2 separate regions of the Manis pentadactyla genome follow, and region 1 is linked to region 2. Evidence: chromatin contacts called from public Hi-C data. All regions are on one chromosome and are shown on one strand. The core of a region is the stretch at or near the end of the contact, and the rest is flanking DNA. Distances in the headings are between cores, read along the strand shown. Region 1 holds the start of PCSK4 (proprotein convertase subtilisin/kexin type 4). Region 2 holds the start of APC2 (APC regulator of WNT signaling pathway 2).

Region 1 (5,973 bases), core at 757-3,256, 130 kb after region 2:
TCTGCTGCTCAAACCACTGCACCTAGAGGGGACGCGGAGGGGAAGGGCTGGGCTGGAGCAGCCACCCTCTGCCAGCCCACCCACCCTCACACCCCACCGCCCAGGGGTCCTGCCCCTCCAAGCCCTTCAACTCTGGGTCAAAGGGCCCAAATCTGCCTCAGGGTCTGTGTGGGCTTCCTCCCCTGTCCACCGCATGGTGACTGCCTACAGAGCTGCAGCTGGAGTGGGATGTATGGGCTGCTTGTCCTGGGGCCTTCGTGGTGTGGTGTGGGGCCTGGGGCCCTGTGTTTGGTGGGGCTGCTCTTTGGGGTCCCCATGGGGTGCCTGGGACTTTTCCCTCAGAGGTGGCCAGGGCAGTAGGAGCACCTGGCCCCAGGGCCTCAGGGCCTGCCTGTCTGGCCCTCACGAGCCCGCTCTGCAGCAGCCACAGCTGTGCCCCCACCCAGGGCCTTTGCACAGACTACTCTGCCTGCCCCAGGCTGCACTTCCTTAGACCTCTGCCCTTCACCCTTCTTCATTAATCTACCTCCCCCACACCTCCACTAGTAAATGTCCCCCCATCCCCTTCTCAGCAGTCAGGACCATCTTCTCCCAATTTGCTCAGCTCTAGACAAGAGCTGGCTTCCAATCCAGTGGCAAGCCCTGGCCTCCCTCGTGGAGATCACATCTTGAACCCGAACCGCCTCCCTCTGTCCCCAGTGCCCCTGGTGGGTCACAGGCTGCTGTGCCACTCACCTGAGGATCAGCCCCCAGCCCAGCCCACACCCCTCCATGGCTTCCCAAAGCTTGCAAACTCAGTCTCAACTGCCTGACGTGGCATCTGAGTCCTTTTCCTGACCTGGCACCTCTCTGAGTATATGGAGACTGGTACTTGTCCCAGTTCACCCATGGCCTCATCGGCTGATTTAAGGCAGGAATCCTATTCTTTGGACCTGTTTCTGCTGTCGTAATGCCAGCCAGTTCCCTTCTATCCCATGAGTTAGAACTTTATCTGCTGCTCCTTATGGGGTACCTGGGAACCTTGATCTTTCAGGGTGCGATAGAGGGGGTAAGGGGGTGACCAGAAATGCTGACAGTGTGTGGGGCTTGTGGTGAGCACCTCACCCACACGCCATCTGTTGCTCTCCACAGACCTCCCCCATCTGGGTCCCCACTGTATAGACCGGAGGCCAAGCAAAAACCTAGACTCAGAGCAGGTGACTTGCGGAGTTCACGCAGCCATTCGTAACAATCACAAGAATAAAAGGAGGTGGCCAGACCCCAAGAGCTTCGAGGCCAGGCTGACCTTGGGCTCCTTCTTCAGGCGCAGGCGGTGTCCCCAGTGCGGGGTCAGGGACTGCTGGGCCACACCCCGGTGCTTCAGGTGAAAGTACTGTCCGTCGGGGAAGATCTGGGAACGTGGGGCAGGCAGTCCATCGCTGGGACGCGGCTGCCCGGTGGAGCCTCCCAGGACGGGGGCCAGCCCTCACGGCCTGCCTTCTCCCCCAACCAGGTGCCCAAGCTGGGGCGGAGGGGGCTCTGGGTGTCCTAGAAACTGGAGTTGGCCTAGGCAGGGGTGGGCTGGGGCTTCTTGACATCCGAGGGTCGCCTTGACGTCCCGTTCAGGCCCCGCCCCGTCCCGCCCATCCGGGTCCCACGCACCTGCCCCAGGTTAACGAAGCCGAATTTGCGTGCCAGGCGCTCGGCCTCCCGGTAACCCTGGGACACCCGCACGGCCCAGCTGCTGACATAGATGGGGGATCGGGCCGAGGCCCACCCCACAGCCAGGTGGCCGACGAGGGCCAAGGCTAGGTGCAGCCAGATCGCAAACCCGGCAGGACGCATGACGGTGGGGCGGGGCCTCAGAAAGCCCCTCCCCCTGGGCAAACGGCCGAGTTGGACTCAGCCCCTTAGCAACCCTGGAAATGTCTCAATTCCCAGAAGGCCTTGCGGCTCTCCCTTGAGGGGTGCGAAGATCCGACAGAACTCGGAAGAAACACACGCAGACGCAAACTCCCGGACCCTCAGTCTCCCAGTTTATGCAATGATCCGAATCTGACCCAGTGAAGTGTTTTCACTGTTGCTCTGCCTGGCCTCGCCCCTTATTTGTCCCCGCCCACTTTCCTACACACCCCTCCCTCTAACATTAACCCGCCCTCCAATGTGGCCCAACCAGAACTAGTCTTTCGAGTAAGTCCCTCCTCCTCGATTTAGCTCCGCCCTGTACCCCTCTCAGATTACGTCCTGCCAGCTTTATGATCAGCCCCGCCCCTCCCCTGTTCGCTCCGAAGAATCCCTTCCTATTTCTCCAATCAGTTCTGATCTATGGCCCCTCTCACCAGCTCCACCCGCCTCAGCCCGCTTGTCACCTTCCCCCCAGCTCCACCCACACAATGGCTCAGCCAATAATCCCCGCTGTGGCCCCGCCCCTCGCCTGTTACGTCTCCCTCCCGCTTGGCCAATCGGCTTCCTCGGCCGCCGCGCTCCGCACCCCTCCCCTCCCGTTTGGGTAGGCGATGCGGCGGGGGGGGAGGGGGCGGGGCGGGCCCCACCTCCTTTGTCCGCCCTGCCCTCCCATTGGTCGAGGCGGCCAGGAGGCTGAGAACAGGCCGGGAGTGGAGACCGGCCCGGGGGCGGGGAGAGGCAGCCGCAGGCCGCGGTAAGCAGCAAGCACGCTGCAGCGTCGGTGCACGGGGCGATCGAGCTCGGGCTGCCAGCCCAGGGCCCGCCAGTGCCATGGACAGCCTGCGCCAGCGCTTCGAGCACCTTCTGGAACAAAAGAACTTGGCCACCGAGGCGCTAGGGGCGCTCGAAGCCAAGACAGGTGTCGACAAGCGGTACCTGGCCACGGGTGAGCCGTCTGGGGGTGCTCGGGCCGCCGCCTCATTTCGCCGACGGGCGCACTGAAGCCCGGGCTCCAGGCCGCGGACCTGCCGCCTCCAGCCCGTGTCGTCAGCGGGGTCAGGCTAGACGGCGGGGCGCACCTGCTGTTTGGCAGGGGACTGAAGTCCTGGGGAAGGGTCTGCCCTCAGCCCCTCCCCTGCCCTGCCCCTGCAAGTGACCTCGGTGAGGAGCACCCCACTCGGGCCCTCGGGGCAGGAGGCCAACCTCTGCCCCCGACCTCGGGGCACTGGGTGTCCGCCAGGCCTCAGTCCGGTTCCTCCAGTTGCCCTGCCAGCTCCAGGGGATGGCAGGGGGAGGGAGGGAGCGGGTAGGCAGCCAGTGCCCTGCAACCCGCCGCCCCTTTCCACATGGACCCCAGCCGGCCAGCAAGTGTAGAGATCTTTCTGTTTTTCCGAGGGGCGCACCAGGCCTGGAGGAGAAGGACCCCCCCCACCTCCCAACTCCTGGCTCCTCCGCCGCGGTTTTCCCGCTTGGACCCCCCCTGAGGCTTGCCTTTGCCCCCGCCAATGGCTTCTGTCCCTCCGTGCTGGAGTAGTTGAGTTGGGTTGTTTGGCAGCCATGGTGGGGGTGGAGAAAGGTGGGATGGGGACCCCAGCACAAAGGGGGTCCAGCCGCCCCATCATAACTTCTTCTTCCCCTTTGGTCCTTGGTGAACTCACATGCCCCGTGCCGCTCTCCCGAACTGTCTAGTAAGCACCCCTTCAAAACAGCTCTCTCCTCTATTTTTCAGTGCCTCAGGCCCATATTCTCTGCAGGCTCTTCGTGGAAGCCCCCCTGGAATGAATCCCGAGGATGCTTTGTCCCCACGCTGGTCGGGGTGGAGCGGGGAGGGCCCCGGGTGAGGAGCGGTCACGTGTTTTGAGCACTTTCTGTGTGCAGATCCCACGCTAGGCAGCCCAGGGAGGGTCCAAAATCTGTCCCCTGAGGCCCCCAGTGCCCAGCCCATGTCAGCCCAGCCGGGAACCTGACCCGGGGAGCAGGCCTTGACCTCCTGGCTGGTCTTCCACATCCCGGGCACCAGCGCCCAGGGAATGGAGGCCAGAGAGCACTAGGGAGGGGCCGGCTGGGAGGGCTGCCCGGGAGACTGGGCGCCGCAGGGTGAAAACTGAGGCCCAGGGAGGCAGGGGCTTTGTGGGAGGCTGCCCCTGCCTCCTGCCCTGTCTGGAGCACGCCCCCCACCTGCCCCTCCCACCCCATCTGTTGCTGCTCGCTGGGGCTGGGCCCCTCCACCTGTGTCCAAGGTCATCCTCCTACTGCTGAGGCTGCAGAACTAAGGATTGAGGGAGAGGTGCCCTGGGAGGGCCGATCCTCCCCAGCCAGCCGTTTCCCGGGGGGAGGGGCACGACATTCCCCCACCCCCTCCCCCAGACGCGGTAACCCTTGGGCCCCACCTGCCCGAATGTCCAAGTCCCCCACCACGGGTCCAGAGGAGGCGGTGCCTGGGCCAGCTGGGGAGGCTCCCGCCCTCACCTGACCCCACACCTGAGGGATAAAGGCTAAAGCAGGTGGAGCAAGGGTGGGTGGCTGTGCCCTTTGGTCCACAAGTGACACACCACCTCTTTGTCTCTCTCTGCAGATAACAGCCTGGGGTGCTGGGGAGGGTGGCTGTACATGCTCCCAGGAGCCCAGGTGCTCCCCTCTTCCCATCTAACGTTTTGTTCTGGCCTTTGAGGTAGAGCAGGGAAGGACAGAGCCCTCACACAAGCGCTTAATAAATGCGGCAGTTACCATTACTGCTTTCAGGGTGGCGAGCGCCCCAGCACCCTCCCTCCCCAGCCAGCTTTCCTGGGAGCCTGCACTGCTGGGAGCTCCGTGAATGTGTAGAAAGGAGCCGGTCTGCCAGGTCGCCTTGAGCTAACTCCATGACCCCGCTGGCAGCTGGGGAGCTCAGGCTCCAGCAGAGAAGTGCTGGGGTCCTGTGGCAGGCTGGTGCAGGAGCGGGGTCTCTCCTGGGCACCTGAAGCCCACGTTGCGCCGTGCTGCCTCCCGGGAATGCAAAGATTCTCAGACGGGGCCATGCTGCCCCCCTCAGGACACCCGGCAGTGCCTGGACATTTGTGGTTGTCTGGACCTGGGATGCCCCTTTCACCAAGTGGGTGGGAGCCAGGGGTGCCACTCAACCCCCACGGTGCCCAGGACAGCTGCCCACAGAATGACCAGCCCCGTGTGTCCACAGCGCTAGGACTGAGAAGCCCAACACCAAGATAAAGCAATGGTCGCTTTTCCCTGCTCTCTGGAAATCAACTCTAAACAACAGAACGGCCTCGCTGTTAGCTTCCCCCCGCCCCCACTTAAGATGCTGTCCTCCTGTGCCTAGTATCTCCTATAGGATCTGGAGGGGGAGGTAAAATTGTAGGTGATCACTTTTCATTCAACAGACACTTACTGGACAGTGACTATCTACCAGGGCCCTGCCTGCTCTTGGGGAACTCACAGTCCAGTGGGGGAGATCAACATGTTGACAGGGCGCTGACCGCACACACGGGGCTCAGCGCCATGGTGGGTGTTGCCCAGGCACAGAGAGGGCAGCTGATGCATCCTGAAGGGATTGCCAAGGCTTCTGGGAGGAGTTAGGGCCACGGACTGTGTTGGCCAAGCCAAGAGGAGGCCAGGGGCACTGGGGTTGGGGTGGGATTGTGCCAGACCCTCACCCACACCCCTCTTTCCTGCAGGAGCTGCCACCCTGCTAAGCCTGTATCTTCTGTTTGGCTACGGGGCGCCTCTGCTGTGCAATCTCATTGGCTTTGTGTACCCAGCATATGCTTCGTGAGTGTCCGCTGGCGCTGCAGGAGGGGGGCGTCTGGGAGCTGCAGGCAGACCCTGACCCTGTCGTTCCCACCCCAGCATCAAAGCCATCGAGAGCCCAACCAAAGACGACGACACTGTGTGGCTCACCTACTGGGTGGTGTACGGCCTGTTCGGGGTGGTCGAGTTCTTCAGCGACCTACTACTCTCCTGGTTTCCTTTCTACTACGTGGGCAAGGTGGGCACTGCCCGGGACGCAGGTGGGACTGGGGGCTTCTGGGAGCAGGCAGGCAGCAGGCTGGGGCCCCAGGGGGTGCCCATTCCCCTGCCACCTGGGACATGAAA
Region 2 (5,624 bases), core at 2,113-4,612:
TGCCCAGGGCCCTCGTGGTTCTGCGCCCTCATCACGCCTGTGTCTGCTGCTCTTTCTGGAGGCCTCTGTTCCGACCAGCTTCCAGAGCCTCCTGTGGTGACCGCAGGTTCCTTGCCCTGGGTTGAGCCTGCCCTGGTCTTGTGCCCATAGGTGGGGTCACCACCCCCATTGGGCTTGGTGCAGAAGGGTCTCAGTTCAGACATGGGAACTGGTGGCCGGTGCCTCTGTGGATGGGCTGGGTGTGTCCAGGCAGTGGTGAGGCCTGCCAGGCCCCCACAACTCACAGATGGGTGGTATATGGGAGAGGGTGGAGGCGGCAGCCTGGTTCTGCCTGAGCAGATGGAAGGTGGTTGGAGTCGCTGTCCGGTGATGTGGGGGACCTGGCCAGTGAGGAGTAGGGATGTGGGCGGCAGCCCCGGTGCTTTACATGTACGAGCACGTCGCAGTTCTGTGGGCACCGCTGAGCCCCACTGGGCTTCAAACAGACCAGCGGGAAGCCCCGTGGTGGGGGGTGAGGTGAGAGCCACAGCAGCTCCTGTCTGTAGTTAGCTCCTGGGTCAGCATTGCTGGCCACAGGTCTGGCCTGTAGGACTCGTGGGGGCAGCCGCAGCTTTTGTAGGCCTAGCGTTCATTCTGGTCTTTGGTCCATTTCTGGAATTGCTGTAATTTACGGTTGAATTGCCAAAACAGGAAAAAGAATCAAGGGTGCCCATGCAGATAGCCCCTTTGTGGAACAGGGTCTTTGACCCTGAGCACAGAAAGTCATAGGGCAAGCCCCCAGGCCCACCAGGCAAGAGCCAAGCACAGGTACGGATGTTCCTGCCCCACCCCTGTGCCGTCAGGGTGGGCAGACCACAGCCCTCCAATGTCCTGCAGCTGGGTTTTTTTTTTTGGTATCATTAATCTACAATTACATGAGGAACATTATGTTTACTAGGCTCCCCCCATCAACCCCCCCCCGACAAACCCCATTACAGTAGCTGTCCATAAGCATAGTAAGATGCTGTAGAATCACTACTCATCTTCTCTGTGTTGCACAGCCCTCCCCGTGCCCCCCCCACATTATACATGCTAATCAATGTCCCCTTTCTCCCCCCCCTTATCCCTCCCTTCCCACCCGTCCTCCCCAGTCCCTTTCCCTTTGGTAACTTAGTCCATTCTTGGGTTCTGTGATTCTGCTGCTCTTTTTTTGTTCGTTCAGTTTTTTCTTTGTTCTTAAACTCCACATATGAGTGAAATCATTTGGTATTTGTCTTTTTCTCTGCCTGGCTTATTTCACTGAGCATAATAACCTCTAGTTCCATCCATGTTGCAAATGGTAGGATTTGTTTTCTTCTTATGGCTGAATAATATTCCATTGTGTATATATACCACATCTTTATCCATTCATCTACTGATGGACACTTAGGATGCTTCCATTTCTCGGCTATTGTACATAGTGCTGCAGCCTGTTTTTGTGAATAAAACTTGGCACGTGGCCATGCCCACTCATGGGTTATGGTGAATTTATACCACAACAGGCCGGCCCTGGCCTGCACAGCCAAAATTACCAGCTGGCCCCTGAACAGCTCCTTGTGTTCAATACTGAGGGGGGTCGACCCTCGCCAGGCTCCCCACAGTGTGGGTTGCCTTTTGCATCTTCACAGGAAGCTTCCAGCGTGGTGGTCACTAATTTTCTGCAGTCTGAATCTGTATGGCCAATGACATGGTTAGGGGACAATGCATATTAGTGTTCCAGTGAAACCCAGAGTCCTGGTCAAGGCAGGTGCAGCAGCCGTGGCTTCCTGTCCAGGAGCCCTTGCGGAGTTGGGGCTGGACGCAAGCTGCATATGACTCCCCCTTTCCTGTCCCGAGGTTCTATCTTCAGACCCTCCCAGCCTGTGCCCCATCCCTCCCAAACCTGCCCCATCACCACCATCTCACTGGGCTCCAGGCTCTCTACCCCCTGCCTCCCTGTGTCACTCGCCCCCAGTCAGATGACTCAAGAGCTCTGTCCTGGATCTGTCCACTTACCACATCCTCCTGGTACTGCTACCAACCTGGCCAGGCCTCTGCCCTCTCCTGCCTGGGCATGGATTTGCCCTGATAGCAGGCCCCAGATGAATGCTGGAGTCCCTTCATTGCCCAGGAAGCCCTGCCGCCCACCTCCCTGCTTGCCCTTCTGTTATTACTGCCCAGTCTCTGCCTGGGCTGTGCCCTCTGCCCCATGTCCTTCCGCCGAGTCACCGCACCTGCTGTCAGAGGCTGCCCTTCACCACCCAGGCCGAAGTGGCGCCCCCAGTCTTCTCTAGCCACGTGTTTGTCTTCCCAGGATTTAGCAGGACTCCAAATGAGGCCCTCCGTGCCTGCACCATCTCTCTACTCCTTACCCCATCCCTACCCCCCTCCTCCATCCTCCTGGGCCAGGGTCCTCACCACCTAACCGGACTCCCCTGCAGCTCCTCACCGCCCTCCCCCACTCGCCATCCGCCTCCACCCCACACTGACTGCACCCTGCGGCCCCTCCGCGTTTGCCGGCACTGCTCACGGTCCGTCCTCCCCGCGGCCGCCAGAGGGCGCGTGTGAGCCCCGGGCCCAAGTCCCTGCTGCGCCCACGGCCCCCGGCCCAGCGTCCCGGGGGTAAAGGCCCAGGACCTGCGTCCTCGCCCCGTCACCTCCTTTGCACTGGCTGTTCCTACCAGCGGGTGCGCTTCCCACTTAGTCGCCACTCGGGTCTCTAAGTGCCCTTCCCAGCAGTCCCCCACCGCCCTGCTGTTTCCTCCTCAGCGCTAACCGAGGCCAACATGCCGTCCTGCTGGCGGGCGGTAGCTCTCCCTATAATGACACTTTCCCACGGTCAGGGTTTTTGGCTGTTCCGTTCATCGCACGTGGCCCAGCACAGTAAGTGCTTAGTAAATGTTAAATGACTGAATGAATGTCTGCTTCCGTGTGCTGTCGCCCCATCGGGGTCCTCCCTCAGTGCCCAGCTCAGACCCCGGCAAACAGCGGGCGTGCAGCAAACGTTTGCTGAATGACTAATGAACCGTGCGGGCTTAGAGGAGGAGCCGGGCCGCAGCACGGCACAGTCCAGGCGGGAAGCCCACCACCGCCGCGGGACGCGCCTTCTCGCCATCCTTTGCGGGGCCCCTCCCGCCCCTCTGCCACTCCCACGGGCCCCCCTGCACCGCTCCAGGGCCCCCCAACCCCGCCAGAACCCCGCCCCTTACCCTTCTGTTCACGCGAACCCCCGCCCATCTCTCCCTCCCGACCTCCTCACCCGTCCCTCCCGAGCCTTACCTCCCCGAGGCTACCCCCGCCTCTGTGAAGCCCCCGGGGTCCACTCATTCGCCCCCCTCCCTGAGTCCCCGCCCCACCTCAGCCTCCGCGCAGGCGCAGCGCGTCCCGGCTGTCGCCCCCAGGCTAGCGGCTGAGGGCGGGGCGCGGGCTGGTCCGGACTCCGCGGCTCCATGGGGCTCCTGGGGCTGCTGAGCCTGCTGCACTCTGCCTTCTTCGGGGACCAGGTAGGGCGCGGGAGTCCCGACTGCCGGGAGGTCGGCCCAGGGCGCGGCCGGGGAGGGAAAGACGCAGCCGGGGATGGGTTGAGGACCGCGGGAACGGAGGTCCGGGCGGCTGGGGGCGCACAAGCACGTGCACGGGGACTTGAAGGGTCTGGGGTCCCGCGCAGTCGCCGTGGAGACCGTTGCCAGGGAAACCTCCTCGGCCTGCTAGCCGGGCTGGGAGCCCCTCCCCCGCGACGCAGAGGACACCCCCCAACACCCCAGTCTGCGCAAGCGTGGCCTCGCGGGGCCCAGCCCTTGGCCTCATAGGGACCCCCAGCCCTCTCCTCATTGCGCGGACTTGGGAACTCGCAGGGACTGTGGGGGCTGCGGCGGGGCGCGGCTCCTCCCTCTAGGCGGCCACGCCCTGCACCTCTCTGGACCTCAGTTTCCCTCCTCTGGGCTGCTAGGGTTGGGCCGCCTCCGACGTTCGCCGAGGCTAATGTTCGTAAGATCCATCCCACCCCCCCAAGCTCTCTGCCGGCTCCGTCATCTTTATAAATCCTGGGGCCCTAACATCCCCTAGTTAAGAGGAAACTGAGGCTTGGGGTGTGGTGGGGAGCCCAAGGTCACGCCTCGAGCAGGGCGGGAACCTGAGCACCGGGCTGGGGCGGCCGCAGAGGACGCGGTCGGAGGCCGAGGGGAGCTGTCCGCGGTGCTGACGGGCCGCGTGCCCCTCCCGATCCGGGAAACAGGCTCAGAGCCCCGGGCAGGCCTGCAAGCCACCACGGGTCGCCTGTCGGGGGAGCGGCCAGGACCGCCCCACTCCACCCCTCCCCCACCTCCGTGGCAGTCCCTCCTCCCGGGGCAGGGCCCTCCCGTCACCCAGCCCTCGCCACATCCCTGTGGTCGCATGATGACCTGGTGCCTTCCTGCTTCCCCTCGGCTCTGCGGTGGGGACGCCCCTGGTTCTGCCCCCAGCCCCTGGCACCGCAGAGGCTCAGTGGGGAAGGGCGGGGCATCCAGGGGGCAGAGCCGCCGGAGGGGAGGCTCAGAACGCCGAAGACGCTCAGTGGGCCGTGAGCGACTCTGTTGTGTGCCAGGCCACGTGCTGGGGGGTTGGGGTGGGGTGGGGTGGGGAGGCAGGAGGAGAACCGAGCCCTGTGGTCCAGCTTTCTCCTGGAGGACCTAGCAGCGGTGGGGGGCATAGAGGATACCAGGGAGAAAGCCTGGGAAGGGGCCACCTTACAGCTGGGCACTGTGCAGCTGGGAAGCGCTCAGCTCCCCAAGATTGCGCCTGGGGTCCTGGGGGGCTGTGGGAATTCCCAAGGCTCTTGTTCTAGAACTTGCAGTGATGTTGAATATTGTTGTGGCTCAAGAATACACAGGGTAAAGGATTCTGGGGGTGTCAGAGGTGTGATGTCCTGGAGGCTTGGGGACAAGTGTATCTTGCCTTGGGATTTCAGTCCCCATGAGGATCATTTGTGAACTCATGCACCGTGCTCCCTGGTCTGAGCCTCAGTTGCCTCACGTGTACAAGGACAGGAGTGGACACTGGACAACCCTCCATCCGCCTCCACTCCTACCACACCCCCGCCCCCAGCCCCTGACAGCTGTCAGGTTCTGGCTAAGTGGGGCCTGGGAGCAGTGATCTCTGAGACTGGAAGGTGGATGTGAGGAGGTCTTAGTTCTGTGGGGTGCAGGTGGGGGGGACCGGGGTTCTCCAGCCCACCTCCCAGTGAGCAAAACAGGAAACTGAGACCAGAGAGAGACATGCCCAAGGACATGCAGGGAAATGACCGCCAAAGCCAGGGCCTGGGCTCTGTCGTCTCCCTGCCTCCTTTCCAGCTTTGCCAGGTGTACCCTGCTCTCCCAGCTCAGCTCAGCCGCAGGATTCCTCCGGGGGTACTGCCCCTGCTCTAAACCCTTCATAACCGCCCCGGGCTGGCCTCACCACCCATGGCCCCACTGGAAGCCCATACCCACTGAGCTGATGTCTCCGAGCCCCTGGCATTGCTCATGCTGTTCCTTCAGCCTGGAATGTCTTCTTGACCCCGTAGTCAGCCCTTATTCATCCTGAAGAGGCCTGGCTCCAGTGTCCCCCTCTCAGGGCAGCCTTCCCAGCATCCACAGAGGGCCCCTCTGACC

The links. A called contact is a pair of places that touch in the nucleus more often than the background predicts.
Region 1: a Hi-C map of skin fibroblasts shows a contact between it and region 2, with 3 times the contacts expected there. The contact joins the promoter of PCSK4 here to the promoter of APC2 in region 2. A contact is called at or near these places in 2 of 3 Hi-C or Micro-C datasets (fibroblasts and skin fibroblasts).

What each region holds. Positions count from the first base shown.
Region 1 is chr12:1,459,316-1,465,288 of mManPen7.hap1, forward strand. PCSK4 (proprotein convertase subtilisin/kexin type 4) reads right to left here and starts at 2,007. Exons shown (of 15, transcript XM_036890822.2): 1 at 1,642-2,007; 2 at 1,286-1,390; 3 at 1-22. The coding sequence starts at 1,824. REEP6 (receptor accessory protein 6) reads left to right here. Exons shown (of 6, transcript XM_057489615.1): 2 at 5,556-5,649; 3 at 5,728-5,866.
Region 2 is chr12:1,326,804-1,332,427 of mManPen7.hap1, forward strand. APC2 (APC regulator of WNT signaling pathway 2) reads left to right here and starts at 3,363. Exons shown (of 15, transcript XM_036889866.2): 1 at 3,363-3,500. The coding sequence starts at 3,447.